Regions from separate parts of the Mus musculus genome. Here region 2 is linked to region 1. Evidence: chromatin contacts called from public HiChIP or PLAC-seq data. All regions are on one chromosome and are shown on one strand. Each heading gives the region's core, a stretch centred on a gene start, on an enhancer-like site or on the middle of the called end of the contact. The rest is flanking DNA. Distances are from core to core; before and after follow the strand shown.

What was found. HiChIP or PLAC-seq counts read pairs in DNA pulled down with a chosen protein or histone mark.
Region 2: a contact with region 1 is called in an H3K4me3 HiChIP or PLAC-seq map of bone marrow-derived macrophages, with 2.3 times the contacts expected there. The contact joins two enhancer-like sites. A contact is called at or near these places in 2 of 484 Hi-C or Micro-C datasets (the 63-12 cell line and macrophages) and 2 of 115 datasets of contacts at active chromatin or transcription factors (acute myeloid leukemia and bone marrow-derived macrophages).

The regions. Positions count from the first base shown.
Region 1 is chr1:137,748,901-137,755,390 of GRCm38.p6, forward strand. No RefSeq gene overlaps it. Among named protein-coding and RNA genes, the nearest start is that of Gm34306, 16 kb to the right of the region's middle. Within about 2 kb of position 2,996, at least 71 of the 459 cell types and tissues checked have an H3K27ac peak or open chromatin away from gene starts, as enhancers often do. A contact at or near this core is called in bone marrow-derived macrophages, where this site is marked.
Region 2 is chr1:137,922,941-137,929,430 of GRCm38.p6, forward strand. Gm4258 (a long non-coding RNA gene) reads left to right here. Exons shown (of 3, transcript XR_003948014.1): 2 at 1-6,490. Among named protein-coding and RNA genes, the nearest start is that of Gm4258, 28 kb to the left of the region's middle. Within about 2 kb of position 3,106, at least 19 of the 459 cell types and tissues checked have an H3K27ac peak or open chromatin away from gene starts, as enhancers often do. A contact at or near this core is called in bone marrow-derived macrophages, where this site is marked.

The sequences.
Region 1 (6,490 bases), core at 1,746-4,245:
AATCTTAATAGATTTTAGGGCACCTTACCACACAACTCAAATACGTAATTCCTCAATATTAATATTTTAGAGACCAAACATGTAAGAAGTATTTAGAGTTTTTCGACAAAGAATCTTTAATGGCTCCTAACTTGCTAGCAAGTTGACTCAGGTAACCAAAGTTATTTGTTAAAGACCTCCTTCGTCATTAGCACATTTACTTTAGTCAAATAGGTAGGTCAGAAATAAATACTACTTTAAATAGAATTAACCTTTATTCAAAACTGTGGTTCTGAAGAACTCATTAAATATGGAGATAACGTTAATAAGAAGTAATTGCAACTTCAGGCCTATTTCTAACTTCCAGGCTGATCCTGGAAGCTCCAAGCCACACTGCTTCCAAATTATTTTCCTACTTAAACGATACTCAGAGACTTTGCGCTGATTAATTTTTGCCAATTGGACAAAACTAGCAACTTGGGAAGAAGGAACCTCCGCAGAGGAATTATTTTAATCAGATTGGCCTGTTTGCAAGTCTGTGGGGGCATTTTGTTGATTAATGATTGATGTGGGAGCCCCAAGCTCATGGAGAGACGTTCCACTCCTCTGCAGGCCAACCAGAATTATAGAAAAATATAGGCTGATCAAGCCAATAAACAGTGTCTCTATAGCAGCGGTTATTAATCTGTGGGCTGAGACATTTTTGGGGTCACATATCAGACATCCTGCATATCAGATATTTACATTACAATTCACAATAGTGGAAAAATGAATAACAGTTATAAAACAGCACACACACACACACATACACACACACACACACACACACACACACACACACACACACATTTGTTCTGGAGTCACCACAACACGAGGAACTGTATTAAAGGGTTGTAGAATTAGGAAGGCTGAGAACCACTGTTCTATAGTCCATACTTCAGTTTCTACCTTCAGGCCCCTGCTTGAATTCTAGCCCTATCTTGGGTCAGTTAAATGTAAGCCAAACAAACTCTTTCACCTTTTAAGTTGCTTTTGTCTGAGTTTTACAATATTAATAAAAAACAAACTAATAATGACTTGAAATCTAGATAGCATGTGTGATGTTAATCTTGACTGTCAACTATATTGGATTTAGGGTCAAATAAGAGACTCTGCTCTGAGTGAGCCTGTGAGAGTATTTCCATGAAGAATTAGCTAAGGAGCAAAGATTCACTGAGTGGAAACACCCTGTAAGGACAGTCAATATTCTAAAGTCTGCTTCTGTTGCTCCTTGCTGGTGAGTGAATATGTCTGGTTGCTGCCATCCTTCAGTGATCTCTGAAGCCAGCTTTCTCATCCTTTACACACAGACTAAAGACCCGTGGCTCTTCAGAACTTGACTGATGGACTACAATTCCTCAGGCACTCAGTCTTGCACACTGAGCCGCTACCGGGTCCTCAGACTGAACTACCCAGCCTGTGTCCTTAAGACAATAAATCCATTGTTTAACACTTATTTATTCTATACACTATGTTCTTCTTGAGAACACTGAAAAAAAAGTATAAGGAGTTAGTTTTATGTTATTGTGAATATTTGAATAATAGAGTACTATCAATACACTCTTGAAATATGACTTAAAAGAGTGAATAGTGCATATCTGACATTTTATACAATAACATAATTACAACAATATATGATTATATGCTACAATTACATACATTATGACTCATTGTGTAGCTATATAATAATTTACTAGAAAGTTGTATAAGGTAAATAGATTCTCAGCTATAAAATACCCAATAAATTTATCATTTCTTACCATAGTTATTTGTCAGAAATATCACTGATATTTTTCTTAGGATACAAACTGCTAGATATTCAACAGTTTAAAGAAATTGTCATTTTATTTTCATTTTACTGATTATTATCCAGAACCCCAAATGTAGCACACATCACCTATTTTAGTTACCTAGTTCTTTTATTTACTCTTTCTTGCTAACAGTAGCTATCAAGTAATAATACTTCCCCCTATTTAATGAGAAAGTGCAGTTAAGGAAAAGGCACATTTCACCTATCGCCTGGGAGCTAAGAAGAGTAATTAAAATATTGGTTGATCAGATCCCAAAGCTTGCCCTTTTGTGGTCTTTGTGGATTACTTTAGTTTTTCTAGCCATCTCTTAGAGACGGTGACATGCCACGTTGTTGGACACTTCTGAATGCCCAGCACAGCATTAAAGTCTTGCTGAGAACAAAGGAGCGCATGGCAGTGCCAACGGCACTGTAGAGCTCCCATTCTAGCTGAAGTATGAGTGTTGACATGATGACATTGGGAGAATATTTAAGCTAATGTGTGTGTTGTAATTGCTGTTTACAATTTCTATTAAGAGTGACATCAACAAGGTAGAAAAGCACACTTGAATTTATTCAGAGACACCCAATTTAACAGTCATGTAAAGACCCAAATTTATCTTTATAAGGTTACCAGAAATCAAATAAGAAATTGCAATACCTTAGGAGATCACTCGGCTGAGAAGCAGGCATTGAAATCAGCAAGGGGAGCAATTCAGTTTACTCATGGCAACCCTACCTCTAATATGTATTGCAGCTCATGACTCATCTTAGTACTTCCCTCTTGTCGGACAGAGAGCAGCCATGCACGCAGATTTTCAACTTTATGATGTACTATATGAGGAGTAATTTCTGTCACCTAACTTCGCAGCCGACATCCATGGATCAACATAGTTGGAGGATAACAGAGAGTTGCATAATGTAGCTGGCAGCCTCATGTGACCACAAGTTTGGCAAGATTAGGGGAAGGCACCCAGTCCCTGACTTTTCTCTGAGGAGAGGGGGTGGGGGAGGAAGTGAGTGTGTCTCCAATGTTCCAGCTTTTCTGAGAATTCACTAATAGACAGTTTCTGTCTCACTTTACCACTCAACTGGAGTACTGCTGCGAACCGACAGTGTGGAGGCCTGGGGGCAGTGGAGAACAATGGAAAGCAGAACAGCAGCTGGCATGACCTTGTGATCCGGGATGGTGCAACAGAGGGTCATAGAGAGCTTCTCTATGATTGCAGCAACAGAAGACCAGAGAGAGAAAGGGAGAGAGGGAGTGCCGAGAGCCACAGGACAGGGAGGGAGAGGGAGATATGAAAGAATGGATTAACACTTATATCTAAAGCCATAAAGTAGCTGAATATATATGTCATTAGCTTCCAATTCTGACTATCGGCTGTCTACAAGAAAGTAAAAAAAAAATAAAAGAAAGATTAAAGGGATGAAATAATTAATAAGGGACGTAATAATCTCAAACAGACACACACCTAGCACCAAGCCACCAAAAATAACTAAAGCAAACAGTAGCAGAGATAGCTGCTAGTCGGGGAGAGCCAGACAGGAATGCAGTGATAACAGAGAACTTCAGTTCTTTACTTCTGATAATGGATAGATCACCCAGATAGAAAAGAAAGAAAAGAACATATTTGACAGCAAAAGAGATGAACCTGTCCCACCAGATACCTACAGTACATTGTATTCAAGAGAGAAACACCATATGTTCTTTCCAAGCACAGTTGGAACATTCTCCAGGAAATCTCTCACTGGTTTACAAAGCAGGTCTTAGTGACTTTCAAACAAGTGAAATCATTTTAAGTATCTTCCCAGCCCTGTCCCCACAAAATCACTGGAAGGAAGCTACACTTGACCAGCTGAAAGAAGAGTGAAAATTTTACACATACATGGAAAAAGAGCAGGAGGATCTTTGCTTGAAGTGGGTTATTGGTAATAATAATAAACAACTTTGGTACTGATTTATTTACTTTATGTACTGTATTTTCAATAATGCACTCTTTCTAGTTATTAAGAAAAACAGCGTTCTGATAGACAGTCCCTCATGAAGCATTCCAGAAACCTCCAAGTCATGGGCCACATCCCATCCAAATTACTACCCTATCCTGTTCCGTGTAGCAAGACACAAGAGTGGTCAATAGTGGCTTCCGTGGTCCTGACTGGGAAAAGCCTGGACTGTGTTGTATTTGCATCTTTTGTTTTTTAACTAACGAGTTTGGAAAGTCCAAGCAAAACATTTTCCAAATACAAAAATACTTGCAGAGCAAATGAATATGGAGAAAATATGTTCGGCAGCTGTACAACGTGTTTGCGATTTAAGCCAAGTTCTATAAGTTCTATTATAAGAGAAAAGATATTAGTTACAAAGCTTTAAAGTTTATAAATTAAGAAGTTACCATGAGTTGAGGCTAATCTATTTTTTTTCTTATGAAGGTAAACATTTACTTGGTGCTAAGTTACAGTTTCAGAGGTTCAGTCCATTATCATCATGGTGGGAAGACATGGTGCTGGAGGAGCCCACAGTTCTACACCTTGATCCAAAGGCAGCAAGGATCTTCTGCATTTGGATATATTTGACAATAGGACCTCCCCCAACCCCACAGTGATGTATTTTCTCCAACTGCCACATCAATTCCAAGGCCACACCTCGTAATAGTGCCACTTCTCCTGGGCCAAGCGTATTCAAACCACCACAGAAGTCAAAGGCTGACTATTATCTGTAAGCCCTTATGATGACAGCAACAAAAGCAAACCCTGAATTACACACTCACAACATTCAGTGCTACACAATAAATGTGCACATTATAAAGGGAGGAACAGAGGTGTAGAAAGCAGGACCAAAACCCAGCAGAGAAAATGTTAAATCCTATTCCATGTCTAACACTAATCTATTTTTGAATGAAGTACTGGCTATCAAATTTTATGAAGCTTTAGTAAAGTGGTTGTATGGATCCTCAAGAGGTGGCAATCAGGTGATCGGCCACCACATTTACTCTCTGACTTCTACAGCCATGAGGGACACTCCTCAAGACTGCTTCAGACAGGCACACTGAATTTCCTTTTTATGCTGTGTTAGTTGCTTTTATTCTGTTGCTGTGCTAAAACACTGACCCAAGCAGCCTGAGGAAAGAAGCGTTTCTTTCAGCTGACAGTTTGAGACTTCAGTCTATCACTCGTTGGAAGGTCATAAGACTTCAAAAGTCTTATGCCATGGACACATGGCATCTGCAGCCACAAAGCAAAAACCGATGGCTGCCCCGGCTTAGCTAGATTTCTCCTGAGTCCCAGAGTCAGAGGCTAGGGAATGTTTAGCCTAGGTCCTCTACTTCAACTAAGTAAACCACATGCCTCACAGGGATGCCCATGGGCTGTTTGGTGAATCTTGATCCTTTCAAGTTGATGGTCAGTGTCAACCCTCTTCCATACTATTTATTAGTGCACATTTATTTGCTTAAATAGGTTTCAACGCACAATTATTTGTCATTGTTTTGTAATTATCAAGACTTCTCAGCATAAAAGCATACCATACAGGTTTTGAACATAGAGGTTAATAGACTATATACCACTTAGCTTCCTTTGCAGTATGTTGTATCATCTCATTCATGTGAATATGTTTTCTCATGTTTGCATAGTGAAAACATAAACCATCCATTCATTTCCCAGAACTCTAGACTGAAAATAAGATTGGAACTTAAATAGGAGGGGTCATGATAACGTCCATAAATATAAAATGGACTTTAAGAGATTCTTCTGTATTAGTAAGACACCAACAACCAGCAAAGCTGAGGAAATGGAAGAGTTTTAAAAGTTAACATGCTAATATTGACTCATGAATAAATAGGGAAATCTAAATAGTTCAATTAAAAAGGAGATTTTTGAAAATGATAAAAACAAAAAAATCCGTCACCTAAAAGTCTTCGTGGCTGAGTTCTAACACAATTTTCTATAAGGCGTTATTACCAATCTGTTAACATTTCTAAAATGTCGAGAGAGTTGGGAATAATTGCAACTACATCATAGGAAGGCAGGTGTCCTTAAAAACCAAAGCCAGAAAAAGACACTCCCTAAAAGCAAAATTACCAGTGAAAATTCCTGGTCGTGGCGTAGGACGAAGTCCCCCTTCACATACGCATGGCCTTTTCTTTAACACCACCCTCTGGTCTTGGAATCCTCAGCCCTACATTCTACAGAAAGAAGTACAATCCCCCAGCTGAAAGCCACAGCACCACTCAAATCAAACCAAGGAAGAAGAAGAAAATTCTGGAAAACATTTGACCAATTTTCATGGTCATAGAGAAGATGCAGTATCTCATTTGGCTTCAGTTTAGATTAAAACCAGACTGTGGAAACCGTCTGGTTGGAATCAGATGGGTAGAAAGTGTTAGAAGGGAGATAGCAAAGTGTCGTCGCCAGACCTCTTTTCTGGTGAGACACGCACTTACTGCTTCGTAAAGATGGAAGATTCTCCATCTTCATGCAGTCACAGAACTTCTCTTCATCTGCAGGAGCTCGCCACTCCTTCCCCATCTTTCTCCAATGTGCTCTTTATACAGTGATAAAATACATGGGTGGCTCATAGACTGATTTCCTACAGATTTTGTTGCTCTAATCTTTAACAGTTCAAGAGACAAGCTCTTCTCCAACTGAGTCACACATGCTTCCTTTCCTCAGCACCGTGGATTC
Region 2 (6,490 bases), core at 1,856-4,355, 170 kb after region 1:
AGCCCACGCCAAATGGTGTAGCACCCATTCAATTCAAGAGCTGCCCGCGCATTCTCTCATTTTCTGCGAAGGAAAGCATGTGTCTCATGTGAGAATAAGTTTTCAACAAATCATTTATCAGGCAGCAAGCAAAATTTGAGATGAATCACGTGTGCTTGGTTTTTCTACAGACTATTCTGAGAATCCAGAGTTCATTAATATTGGGACTCTTTTCAAGCAACATTTATGTTTCTTACTTAGATTTAAATAATAATAGTAATAATAATAATAATAATAACACAACTTCTACTTAAAATTGCCTTCTGAAATGCTATAGACTTTTGTCAAAAACAAACAGGGCTCAATTAGTTTTTTAAAAATGTACTATAGGTGGGGTTGTTATGAATACTTGTTAAGCCACTAAGACAAATGCTGTATTTTTGCTTTCTAAAATTAGAATTTATAAACACAATTTTCCATGTCTAGCCAAGTGGATTTGATTCTATTTGTAAATGGTGGGAAAGGGGCAGCTGAAGGAAGAAATTCTCTGGCAGCAATGAAACCTTACTGGCTCTTGTTATGAGGCAGACAATTCTTTTTAATATATCTTGAGTAGATTCTGTTATTTATCATGGGAAAAATGAGTGTTATTCTGATATTTAATTACATTATATATGTCCATTCCTGACCTATAATTATACTGCCTGTAAAATTTTAATTGTTAGTTCAGTGCAGGGCCATTACAACCATCATTTGTTTATGATTGAAAAGATGTTAAAAATTGCTCCTCTGTCTTAATAATGTCTGCTGCTAGCACATTATTAACAAAATAACATAATTTCTTCCTGTGGGCCCAGTGTATATTACAGGTTACAGTGTTTAGAAAAAAATGACAAAGACAGGAAATGTGTAGGGATGTGGTCACTTAAATACACAAAAACGCAAGACAAAAGGATCTCCAGAATTTGAAAGAACATCCCTGTTTGGGGTACTGTGAGACAGTCTTAGATGTTTGCTTGATGATAAGCAATCTTCAGAAGGAACAGGAAGGGAATGTCCAAACTTCTGAATTATGTGAAAGAAATACACCAAAGCACTAGCTACTTCACTCCTCTTCCGTGTATTCTGTTCATGAGGCTAGCCCAAGGCCCAGTTGATACTTTTCAAACTACAGAAGCCTTCTGGCTCCTACTACAAATTCGTTCTGAACCAGTTGTGTTACATTGTTGCTAAGGCTAATTCTTGCTAGCTTCCTTCTATATGCAAGCATTTTTATCTCTTTTAAGTATGGACAAAAGAAAATTTGTACATAAACAAATAGCAGACTCAAGACCCAGGAAGCAGATTCTCGGTGTTTTTGAAACAGGTTACTGAAAAATAAATGAGAAGCAGGAGAAAAATAGAAGAGAAGACAGAGAAACCATCTGTCACTCACTGAAGGGATGAACAAACAGGAGAGTGAAACTGGTGTCCATATTGTTTGAAACTGAGCTGAGATCATTTCCGTAGACCTAAATAAAGACTTTGCTTTATAAATCTTAGCTCTTCAGTCAAGGGTCGTGTATACTCGAGTCAGTCAGCCCTCCACTGACCTACGCTAACAGCCCCTTTTGATATAGACATTTGTCCAACTCCGGGGGAATACACAATATTATAGTTCATACACTATAATATTGTTTTCTTCTACATGTCATTTTTAAGAAGTAAAGCAAATTTTGTTGTTTTGTGTTCTGCGATGGATTCTCCATCTGTAGCTCAGGCTGCCCTAGAACTTACCTGGAGACTAAGCTTGCTTCCAAGTGTGATGCTCTTCCTTGTCTCGGTCCCCTCGTGTGTGGATGATACACAGAGCCACCACTACAGTCTTAGTACTTTCCTAGACCAAGAAGATGATTTGGTGTGACAATTATGCACAAGGCCTTTTGTGGTTCTCTTTTTAAAATATACTAAATTTCCCCTGTTAGCCTCTTTGAGGGTCTTAACCATTATGTTCTACTGGCGTCAGCGCAAGGAAGAACCGTTGTCACAGCCATCAACAGTTCTACACAACCTGAGAAATCAGCCTAACCAGGTCTTGGTGGCTTTGATCACTCTACTGAACACTAACTCACAGCAACTACATACTTCTTAGGACAAAGGATTTTCACAAATGAACATCTTTAAATATTACAGCATGAGCATACGACAGAGTGAATGATCCTGTAAAAAATAAATAATTTTAATTTCTTCTTCCTCCTCTTCATCTTCTTCCTCCTCCTTCTTCTCCTCTCTCCCTCTCTCCTTCCCTCCCTCTCCTTCCCCAATCTCAGAGTGTTCAAACCCACATACAGCACTCACTTGATTACATATCTATAACTACAGCCCTCATTTGCTTTCATGTAAAATTATATTTAGTATTTAAACTAAATAATAGTTTAAAACTAAGTAATAAACCTTGTACTTTATCCTTAAAAAGCTTCCAGTGAGGATCTTTACTTTAAATACAAAGGAACATATTTTATGATTTCTAAAATATCAACGTATAACTAGCATGCATCTGTCTCTATGGAGATCTGAGAGAATACTACACTGTTGAAATTTTGCTAATAATCAACCCTGTACATTGTCCATCTTATCCTTAACAAAATATGCCTTAAATATTTCACTTTAATTTTTGCATATATTTCTTACCTCTAGGCTTTCTAAGATTTAACAGCCTAGAAAATTATCTTATCTTTGGTTTAGCAAAACCATATCTTTATTTTATCCAACTTGACAAAATTGCATTCTTATTTTTCCAATTTAAGTGTTTTTACATACTCACTTCATTGCTTAAAATTCACACAGATAATGTACATGCTAGATAGATAAATTGAGACATATCCACTTCTTTTTATCCATATGCACGTACACACGCGAGCACGTGTGCATGCCTGTGCACAAGCATGTGTGTGCACACACAAACACACTAATATTTAGGCCTATTTAATGTTTAGTGCAACTTCTCTGCTTTAACTCTATAGGTGCTGACGGGTTGGCTAAGATGGCAAGGTTTACAAGTCCAGGGTCATCTATGAGTCTGTGCATCCCAGAAGCCCTGCCATGCAGAGCATTGTTTAGCCTCGTCTTTCTGGAACTAAGGCCTGGTCTGATGTCTGCAGCTCCCTGGTACCGTGGAGCTGTGTCTGCTCTGATAGCATGGGTAGCATGCATTCTCACTTACACTGCATGGACCTAATAAATGAAACTGACCCTCACCTTGGTTAGCTTTCCTTCTTTTTCTCCCCATCTTACAGAAGTAAGGATGCACTTTTAGTTGGGCTGTGTCTTATGTTTAACCTTTGCAGGGCAATCGCCTTTCTCTTACAGGCCTTTGTTCCCCTTCAGAGAGGAAATGATTCACTCTAAAAATTCAATATAAATAAAGCAGCTAATTCTGCTTTTGAAACTTCAAACTTTGAGATCGAATTCAACATTTCTGAAAAAAAAAAAGAAAAAAAAAAAAAGAAAGAAAGAAAACAAAACCCCAAAACCCAGGGACACAATATATCACTTCAGTTTGCTGCTTTCAAGGTCAGCGCTGGGATCAGACAGTCCCCATTTTTTGATACAATTAGAAGATAAAGACCTGTCAGTTCTCAGAGAGCTTAGCCCAGAGCTCTGTGCAGAAGTGGGTCAATCGCCCTGCCCTGTTATCTGTCTAATTAATGATGCATTTAGTTTGAGACTCACAAATCTACTCATCGACTTCTCCAAACACCTTAAATGTACACAAATTCCCTTACTAGGTCTTACCATCTCCCATAGGATACAGTAGAAATGGGCCTAAACATATTAAAATAATATTTTTATAATACATTGTCTTCCTTCATAATTACTTGCCATTTTTCTACTAACTATGTCAGTTGTCTGAGATCCCTTGCAGACCTTAGACTATGGAAGAAATGGCTGCACTCTCCCTAGCACATGTCCTAGACAGTCAGGAATGGAAAATGAGTACTCATTTACTCCCAAGGATTATGGCAACACACATCTCCTAAGTCTTTCTGGCCTGAACCACTTGGATACCACAACATAATCCTTGGGAGTAAATGAACGAGGTGCGTTTGGGTCTTTCCTTGCTTTCGTTTATGTTACCGTTTGGATTCACTTGTACACAAGAATCTGTTTACCAGTTTCCTGTTATTAATTATGGGAAATGGACTTCCTTAAAATGTTAGGGACACTCTTATACCTCACGTTCAAACACTTCCGGCAAGATACTGACAATCCCCTTAAGTTCCACAAAGCCATATGCTCATTTGAAATACATTGTTTCTTCTCCTACCCCTCAACTTATCTCTCCCTGAAATGAAAAGACAGAGAGTAGCATGCCTCTACCCAGTTATGAGGACACCGAGGTGTGAATCCCGAATTCTAGTCACAAAACTGAGTTGCAAAATTCAAATAAAATAGTAAAGTGCTAAGGACCACAATGTATTCTAATGTAAATCTACAAACGGGGAAAATATTGATTTGCTGCTTGATGTATTATTACTAAGCTTTTCTTCTGCTCAATCCAAGTTAGTATATACTCTGTCTTGTCTCTGTTTCTCTCAGTCTCCCTGTGTCTCTGTCTTTGTCTCTCTCTTCTCCCTCCCCTCCCTCTCTTCCCTCTCCATTTTCTCTAAAGTATAAGCAAATGTATTTGCATACATTAAAATCATAAAGAACCCAAAACATCTGGAAATTTTAGAAGCAAAGCAAAATAGTCAGGGGAGAAACCCAGTTTTAAAATGCAGATGTTTAATTGTGCTGTCAGTTTTGTTACAAGGGCACAAGAGCAGAAATAACCAGAAGTCAATGGCAGAAAATTAAAATACTTTCAGGAGCGCTTGCCAAGGTAAAAGCAGTGAAATTGGTAACACAATATGGACACGGCCTTTCTAGACTGAGATCTGGAAATGTTACCATGTGCAATTTCATAAATTAGCTATTTCAAATGAAAATCCTTTTCATTAAAGGACACAATAAAAGTTTTTCATACTCTCTCTTCCCTTTGGTCATCAACATCAGGCAGTTATTTGGGGTTTGTCTTTCATCAATGACAAGCTCTTTCCCCCACCCTTCGGGCCCCGTTTCTAAGACTCTGATAGTGCTGAGTGGCCAGAAATTACAGATGCAGGACAGCTGACAAATGACTGCCAGGCCCCTCCCCCAGGGCCTTGGCAGTCACAGCTCCTGCCGGAACACGCCTGAGCACAGCGAGCCTTCCAGACAAAGACACAAAGATTCCATTTTCTCAAGGAAAAATAGATTTCATGTGTAAAACACTGGTGAGAAAAACTCAAAGCTGACACACATGTGCGGTCTCCACGAGGCGAGGCTGAATCGCTCCGAAGACTCAAATTTCACTTGATTGCATCAAAGCCTAACAAATATTATTTAACCGAAGAGTATTTCAGGCAGGCTGTAAAAGGGGGAAAAAAAAAAAAGAAAAAAGACAGGCAACGGTAAGATATTTTATTTGTTGAAGCGCGTGATTAAGAAGGCAAAAGAATCCCGAGCTTAGTAGAGATGTTGATCCTAGAGTAAGAATTCATACTTGCTCACATCTTGGAGTCTACAAAGTAAGAAGAATTCTTTTTTTAAAAAATTAAAACCTTATTCAATCAAAGGGTTTAGCAAGATAGTATTAAATTCCTACGAGTATGTTTCTAGTGAAAAGAACCTCCTCACAGCAGCCCCCAGGATATCATTACTGGAGAGGCAGCGAGTACTTTATTACACATGAAACCTTGGCGACTGTCTCAGCCTTCCCAAGCATGCAGGTTTCATCTCGTGGGCCCAGAGCCCTGGCTTCCACAGCGAAGGCCATCTGCTTGGCCTCCCCGTCATGCCAGGCAATGTGTAGGTGCAAAGGCCAGGGCTGGGAGACAAAGAAAGGCTGTCTACTGAGAAAGAGTGTGCTTTTCTTCCTGTCTGCCTGGACACCCATCCCCACTACTCAGATGAGTTCAGTGTTTGCAGAAAACTTAGTTTAATATACTTGAGAAAGTGAGCCCTTAACAGGTTAAAATATAATTAATCGTAGCTGTCAGGGGTAATAGACCAAGAAATTGCACTGGGAATCTTTTTTTTTAAATTATATAACAAATTTAAAAACAAATAAACACAGTTTGTACTTTCCTGTACCTTTTACAAGATCCTGCAATTCTTAAATTTCTTTAGCTTCTGGAAATGTCAGGGTAAGAAAGAAAGAGGGAAAGAGGGAGGGGAGGGGGAGGGGAGGGAGGCTGAGAGGCATTACAAAACACTTGAGAATTCAAAAAGAAGTATCATGAAGGATAATGAGGCTATTAGGTAATCGCATAACTATTTTATCTAAACTCTATTCACACACACACACATTTTAGGGCTAGCTATTATGATCAACAGGGAAGGACATTAGCATCTTAAAGATATTGCTAATATTAGTCATCAAAATTCATACTTCATATTTGGTGTTAAAGTGACCCCCACCTAAAGGGGACTGAAAACATCAGTACACTTG